Regions from separate parts of the Mus musculus genome. Here region 1 is linked to region 2. Evidence: chromatin contacts called from public HiChIP or PLAC-seq data. All regions are on one chromosome and are shown on one strand. The core of a region is the stretch at or near the end of the contact, and the rest is flanking DNA. Distances in the headings are between cores, read along the strand shown.

The links. HiChIP or PLAC-seq counts read pairs in DNA pulled down with a chosen protein or histone mark.
Region 1: an H3K27ac HiChIP or PLAC-seq map of extraembryonic endoderm stem cells shows a contact between it and region 2, with 6 times the contacts expected there. The contact joins two enhancer-like sites. A contact is called at or near these places in 1 of 115 datasets of contacts at active chromatin or transcription factors (extraembryonic endoderm stem cells) and 1 of 9 other capture datasets (embryonic stem cells).

Annotation. Positions count from the first base shown.
Region 1 is chr1:153,375,421-153,378,121 of GRCm38.p6, forward strand. It overlaps Gm46246 (a long non-coding RNA gene), which reads right to left. Exons shown (of 2, transcript XR_001779877.1): 2 at 2,437-2,701. Among named protein-coding and RNA genes, the nearest start is that of Gm46246, 20 kb to the right of the region's middle. Within about 2 kb of position 1,286, at least 26 of the 459 cell types and tissues checked have an H3K27ac peak or open chromatin away from gene starts, as enhancers often do. A contact at or near this core is called in extraembryonic endoderm stem cells, where this site is marked.
Region 2 is chr1:152,554,915-152,557,614 of GRCm38.p6, forward strand. Rgl1 (ral guanine nucleotide dissociation stimulator,-like 1) reads right to left here. Exons shown (of 18, transcript NM_016846.4): 5 at 2,489-2,673. Among named protein-coding and RNA genes, the nearest start is that of Gm51749, 16 kb to the left of the region's middle. Within about 2 kb of position 1,442, at least 176 of the 459 cell types and tissues checked have an H3K27ac peak or open chromatin away from gene starts, as enhancers often do. A contact at or near this core is called in extraembryonic endoderm stem cells, where this site is marked.

The DNA of each region.
Region 1 (2,701 bases), core at 36-2,535, 820 kb after region 2:
ACTATTTTTCTTGGTTTAGAATCTAACTGAACTTCCACCAAGGGTCTCTGGTTGGGTGGGTCCAGTTTTGTGAATGAATGATTCCTTTGCCAGCAAACGATATTGCTGAACCCGGCCATTAAGAAGCCAGGAGGCATGACCTTGGGGTAGTTATCATCAGTAATCTACAGCAACTGTTAGAAGGTTTCAGTTCCTACTGTTGGGCAAAATTTTAACAAACAGACTTAAGTAAAATATTTCTGAAGTTAAAAACAAAACAAAACAAAACAACAACAGCAACCAACCAACCAAAACCCCACAGTTTTCCTTGGGAATGTTTTTAATATGTGTATACGCACACACACACACACATATATATACACACACACATACATACATATATACATATACATATATATGTATGTGTGTATGTATATATGTATGTATATGGTTGTATATTGAAAAATGTAAGCAATTCTCATGAAATTATTATGAATTCACAATTTAAAAACCAAGAACATTCATAAGTTGATATCACTTTAAGCTTTTGAAAAATGAAGAACTGAAATAATTTGTAAAACCTAAAGGGAGGCCTCCTGTGGTCTGTAAATGCTGACTTCCAGAAGTTAAACAAGTTAGAGGCCAACCTGACCTACTTGTGAAAGAGAGAGAAAGAAAGAAAGAAAGAAAGAAAGAAAGAAAGAAAGGAAGGAAGGAAGGAAGGAAGGAAGGAAGGAAGGAAGGAAGGAAGAAAGAAAGAAAGAAAGAAAGAAAGAAAGAAAGAAAGAAAGAAAGAAAGAAAGAAAGAAAGAAAGAAAGAAAGAAAGAAAGAAAGAAGAGGGGAGGGGAGGGGAGGGGAGGGGAGGGGAGGGGAGGGGAGGGGAGGGGAGGGGAGGGGAGGGGAGGGGAGGGGAGGGGAGGGGAGGAAGCAAGCAACTCAATCACAGCTGTTGGAGCAGGATTTAACTGATCTTGTATTTTCACAGCTGGACGGCTGTGATTCTATTCTTTCTTTCAAACACCCCACCCCATTAGTTACTGTAACTGCAGTGAAGGCAGAACAAGTTTGTCTGACCTCAGTGTGCTCCGAAGCCAGGGAGCCCTTAAAATCCAAAAGACACTCTAAAATGAGAGAAGTAATATTTGTTTCTTCCTCCAAACGGAGACCCCACCCCTCTCCACCCCCAGCTTTAAATTCAAAGGGTTGATGGTAAGTCAGCTGAGGGAGACTCTAGCCCACACCTGTGAACACCACTGCTCCCCTCACTGTCCCATTGTGTTTACTTGTGAGAAGGAATCTCCCAAAAGCAAAAAGCGAAAAGCGTTCACTCCACTTCGAGCTTTTGTTCACAGAGGTATCACACTGAGCGGGAATGTGGGTGGGGTTTGAATTTGTAAAAAGCCTGATTAAATTTATCTAAAATAATCCTATCCTATCTTATTGGGTCCTGAATTCAACCCAGTCCATTCGTAAGCAAGATTCTTAGACAAACCCACTCACTGTTTAAAATCCCTTGTGTTGCAAATTAAACAGAGACCATAAACCAGCCCAGTCCTGGCTTGTGTCATCTCTGATTCAATCTGCTATCAGTTAGATATTGGAGGAGGATTCCTGCTGCTTTGCTGGGTCTGTCAATTTTTAATAAAAGGCCTGAATTGCTCTGAGTGTCTCGGAATCTTCTGTTTCTCTTTTAGTGATAAGCAAAACACGTCTGTTGAATGCCTAGGATTCTAACACTGATAGAGAGACAGCCTTTACCCCAATACTCTTCTGAGATTACGTCATAGTGACAAGGGCCCGAATAGTCTCCAAGGACTGAGGTATGGGTGGGGAGCCCTTAAAAGCAAATTCACTTCAATGTTGAGTTTAACCATTTTTATGATATATTTTTTTTGAGACAGTGTCTACTCTCTAGAGTAGACCAGGCTAGCCTTGAAACTGCAGTGATCCCCCTGCCTCAACCTAAGTTTTGAGATTACAAGTATGTGCCCCTAATATCCAGTATGATAACATACATACATACATACATTTATTTATTTATTTATTTATCTATTTATCTATCTATCTATCTATTTATTTATTTATTTATTTATTTATTTATTTATTTATAATGGGCTGGGGATTTACCTTAGTTGGTAGGACACTTTACAGGCACATGCAAAGCTCTAGGCTTGACCCCCCCCCCCATTACTGAATTTTTAAAAAACTAGCAGTGGTGACACATGCCTGCAGCCTCAGAACTCAGGAGGCAGGGACAGGGGCTCAAGATCACCTTCAACTATATAGAAAATTCAAGACCAGCCTGGGCTACCTCACCTATATTGACCACCCTCATTCCATCCTCTAAAAAATAAAAATAAAAAAAAATAATATAGCGTACCCAAGAAATACAAACGAAGTAAGAGAAGCTGGCAAATGTCTCCCAATGACAATAATAAAAGATGCAATGAAACATCTCAAAGAAAAATGCCATTTTACTCTGTGGCTGTAATTCTCTCCATAGAACTGACCCTCATTTAAGCAGTTTATTCAAATTGTTAGACGGATACTCATAGCTGGCAATCATGGCTCAATAAACCATAAGAGACCAAGCAGAATGCAGGAAGTCTCACACAGTTACTGTAAGGACTGACTTCAGGTCACACTGGACAACACTGAAAACCATAATGCTGGCCTGAGGAGGAACCTCTGCTCTGTTGCCTAGCAGCTAGGTGACTTAGC
Region 2 (2,700 bases), core at 192-2,691:
ATCAAAGGGTTGCTGTCAGCTTTCACATAGAGAGTGAAAAGGTGAGAAACAGATTGGAAATAAATGCCCTGGCACCCTATACTGCTGGTCATCCATCCTAAAGTTACACAGCTCAGAGCCTAAAGAAGTCAACGGGAATCACTGCCCAGGAGCCCATCTGAAATGCTGAAGGGCCGAGCTCCAGCCTCCTCTTTGAAGTCTCCTTCTCCCAGGCCCTCTCATTCCCACCACACTTCTTGGTCCCTTTCAGTCAAAGCTGAACTTCTGCTGGGGCTGGGGAAGCCTAGCTGCACACAGTGGCATCCAGGCAGAAATCCAGTTCCGTGTTACTACTCCCCCTGCCTGGTTACGTTTTTTAAGCCTTTTCCTTCTCTTTATGGGGGACGCTGTTAGGCATCTTATATTGAATTGATAGAGCTTCTTCAAAGCTTCCATTGAGAAATGGGGTGCTCAAAGTGAGACTGTTACCTGTCCAGTACCATGTGCTACCTGCCCGCTCTGGTGGCAGGGCTGTGATTACAGGACTGGCTCTGGACCTCAGAGCTGAACGTTCTGTTGTGAATGGGACTGGTAGGAGAGCTTCACTATCTATTCCTGTTATCCTGGATACAAAGCAAAAGCACCCATCAAAGAGCTAAAATCCCACCCAGTGGAGGATGCTAGCGCCTGATGTCAGTACTTCTCCACTCAACTCTGGCACTTTCTCATTCAGTGAAGAAGAAATCGGATGTGCCAATCAAAGGTTCAAGGAGCCTTCTACCCCTCCTGATGACTACAATGTACTTTAATACCTATAAAACAATGCAGAAGCTGTCCAGCTTCTGCCAAGGAGAGTACAGGGTAAGGACTAACATCACTCACTCACACATTCATTCATTCATTCATTCATTCATTCCTTGTAAATCTGGCATGCACCTAGAATGTCACTACGTGTGAAACCTGTGATCCTTTCTCTCTGGGACCTGGTCTATGCTTTCACTGCTCCTGCCTGAGTCTCCAGGGGTTATGTACAAATCTCTATGCACAGTTTTACTTTTGCAAACACACAGGAAAGCTCACTGCTTTCCAGAGTATGACATGGGGGCTGGGGGGTGAGAGGCACAAGGGAACTAACTAAGCTCCCAACATTCCTCTTCAGGAATGGAGCCTATACTTCATAAACAGGGCCTGGAGCATTCTTGATGACAACTGCCCACACTTAGGAAAAGATTCATTCTTGGGTATTGCCTAAAAGTTTTTGTGAGGTCAGGCCACCTCCCTAGTCCCTGCCTCTGCCTGCCAAAAGAGCTCTGCCCTCCATTCCCTGAGCCGGAGAGGACCAATGACTGGTCCCACTGGTTCCCCAATTAGGCATGGGGCCAGAGGCAGCCCCAGTGGGGCGAGCTGGGCTCCAGTGCAACAGCAGCAGCAGCAGCAGCGTTTTCTACCAGAGCACAAAGCTGGGCGGGCAGGCGGGAGGAGGCCCTGAAGGGAGCTGAGGTCTGGCAGCTGGAGCTGAGCTTCCAGGGTATTCAAGCATTCCCGGCAGATGAAGTCATCTGAGATACAAAGCCTTTGGCAATCTGAGCCAAATGATGCAAGTGCATTCCCCTTCTCTGGTCCCCAGTCCATACAAACCACTCAACAGGTACCGGGTAGAATTTAAAGTCACTGTATTTGCTTTGGCTTTGGGGTAGCATCCCTTATCTGCGTTAGGAGCCATTTCCTTTCCCTCACTGAGGAAACCGGACATTACTTCAAGGAAATGCCTACCAGAAGTTCCAAGTGGGTCAGCTGCCATGGCAACTGTTACCCAGTGCCTCGGTGAAAGGCTATATCATCACGCTGGAGCGCGATGGAACCTCTTGACTAATTTCTGCAGAGCCTGGCAGCCAGCACACTCTATGGCCAGCAGTGGTGGCTCTGCATTTGTCCCTGGAAGCTCGAGGTCAGCCTCCAATAGGAAAAAACAGCCTCAGAGACTTCCTTCGATTCGGTCACTAGAGACAGTCGATGTCAGCAATCGGGGCTGCCAGGGGACATGACACTAATGCTTTTTAGGGAAAAGGAGGAACACCTCTTCCAAGCTTTTGTGAGAGGGACGTGGACTTGAACCCTTGCCAGCCACACAGGGTTGGTTGGTTGTCGCCCGTTTATATCTGATAGAACACATTAGGCAGAGAAGAAGCCCATTCATGTTGATAAGAGAAAGTTTAAAAAAAACAAAAACAAATCAAGAAAACCCTGTTCCTGGTAACAGTAGGCACCCTGGGCAATTACTTAGCTTCTCTGAGCTGGTTTTACAATTTAATCTTTAAAATCATAAATCCAGCCTTGAAAATCCCTCTTTTCACTCTGAAACCTTAGGGTTCTGAGGTTCACAGTTCAATAATTTTATACCTATCCCAATTTTCTGAGGGTACCAGGGTTTCTTATTGAGTCAATGAATGGGGAGCCCCCACATTGCAGAGCCCAGTAGAGGTTTCCCTGGGACCAAACAGGTACTCACTGTCGGAATCCACGTCCTGCTTTTGAAACTGTTCAAGAAGGTTCTGTGCTCTCCTCTCTGGGTCAGAGCCAGGCATCATCTGTTTGAGGTACTCCAGCAGCTTCTGAAGGCAAGGGAAGTGAGGGGGCTCCCGGAAGTCTTCCGCACACTGGTCAAGCCAGGCCCTCAGGATGGAAGCAATGGCACTGGGAAGGAGAGATGGAGACACAGTG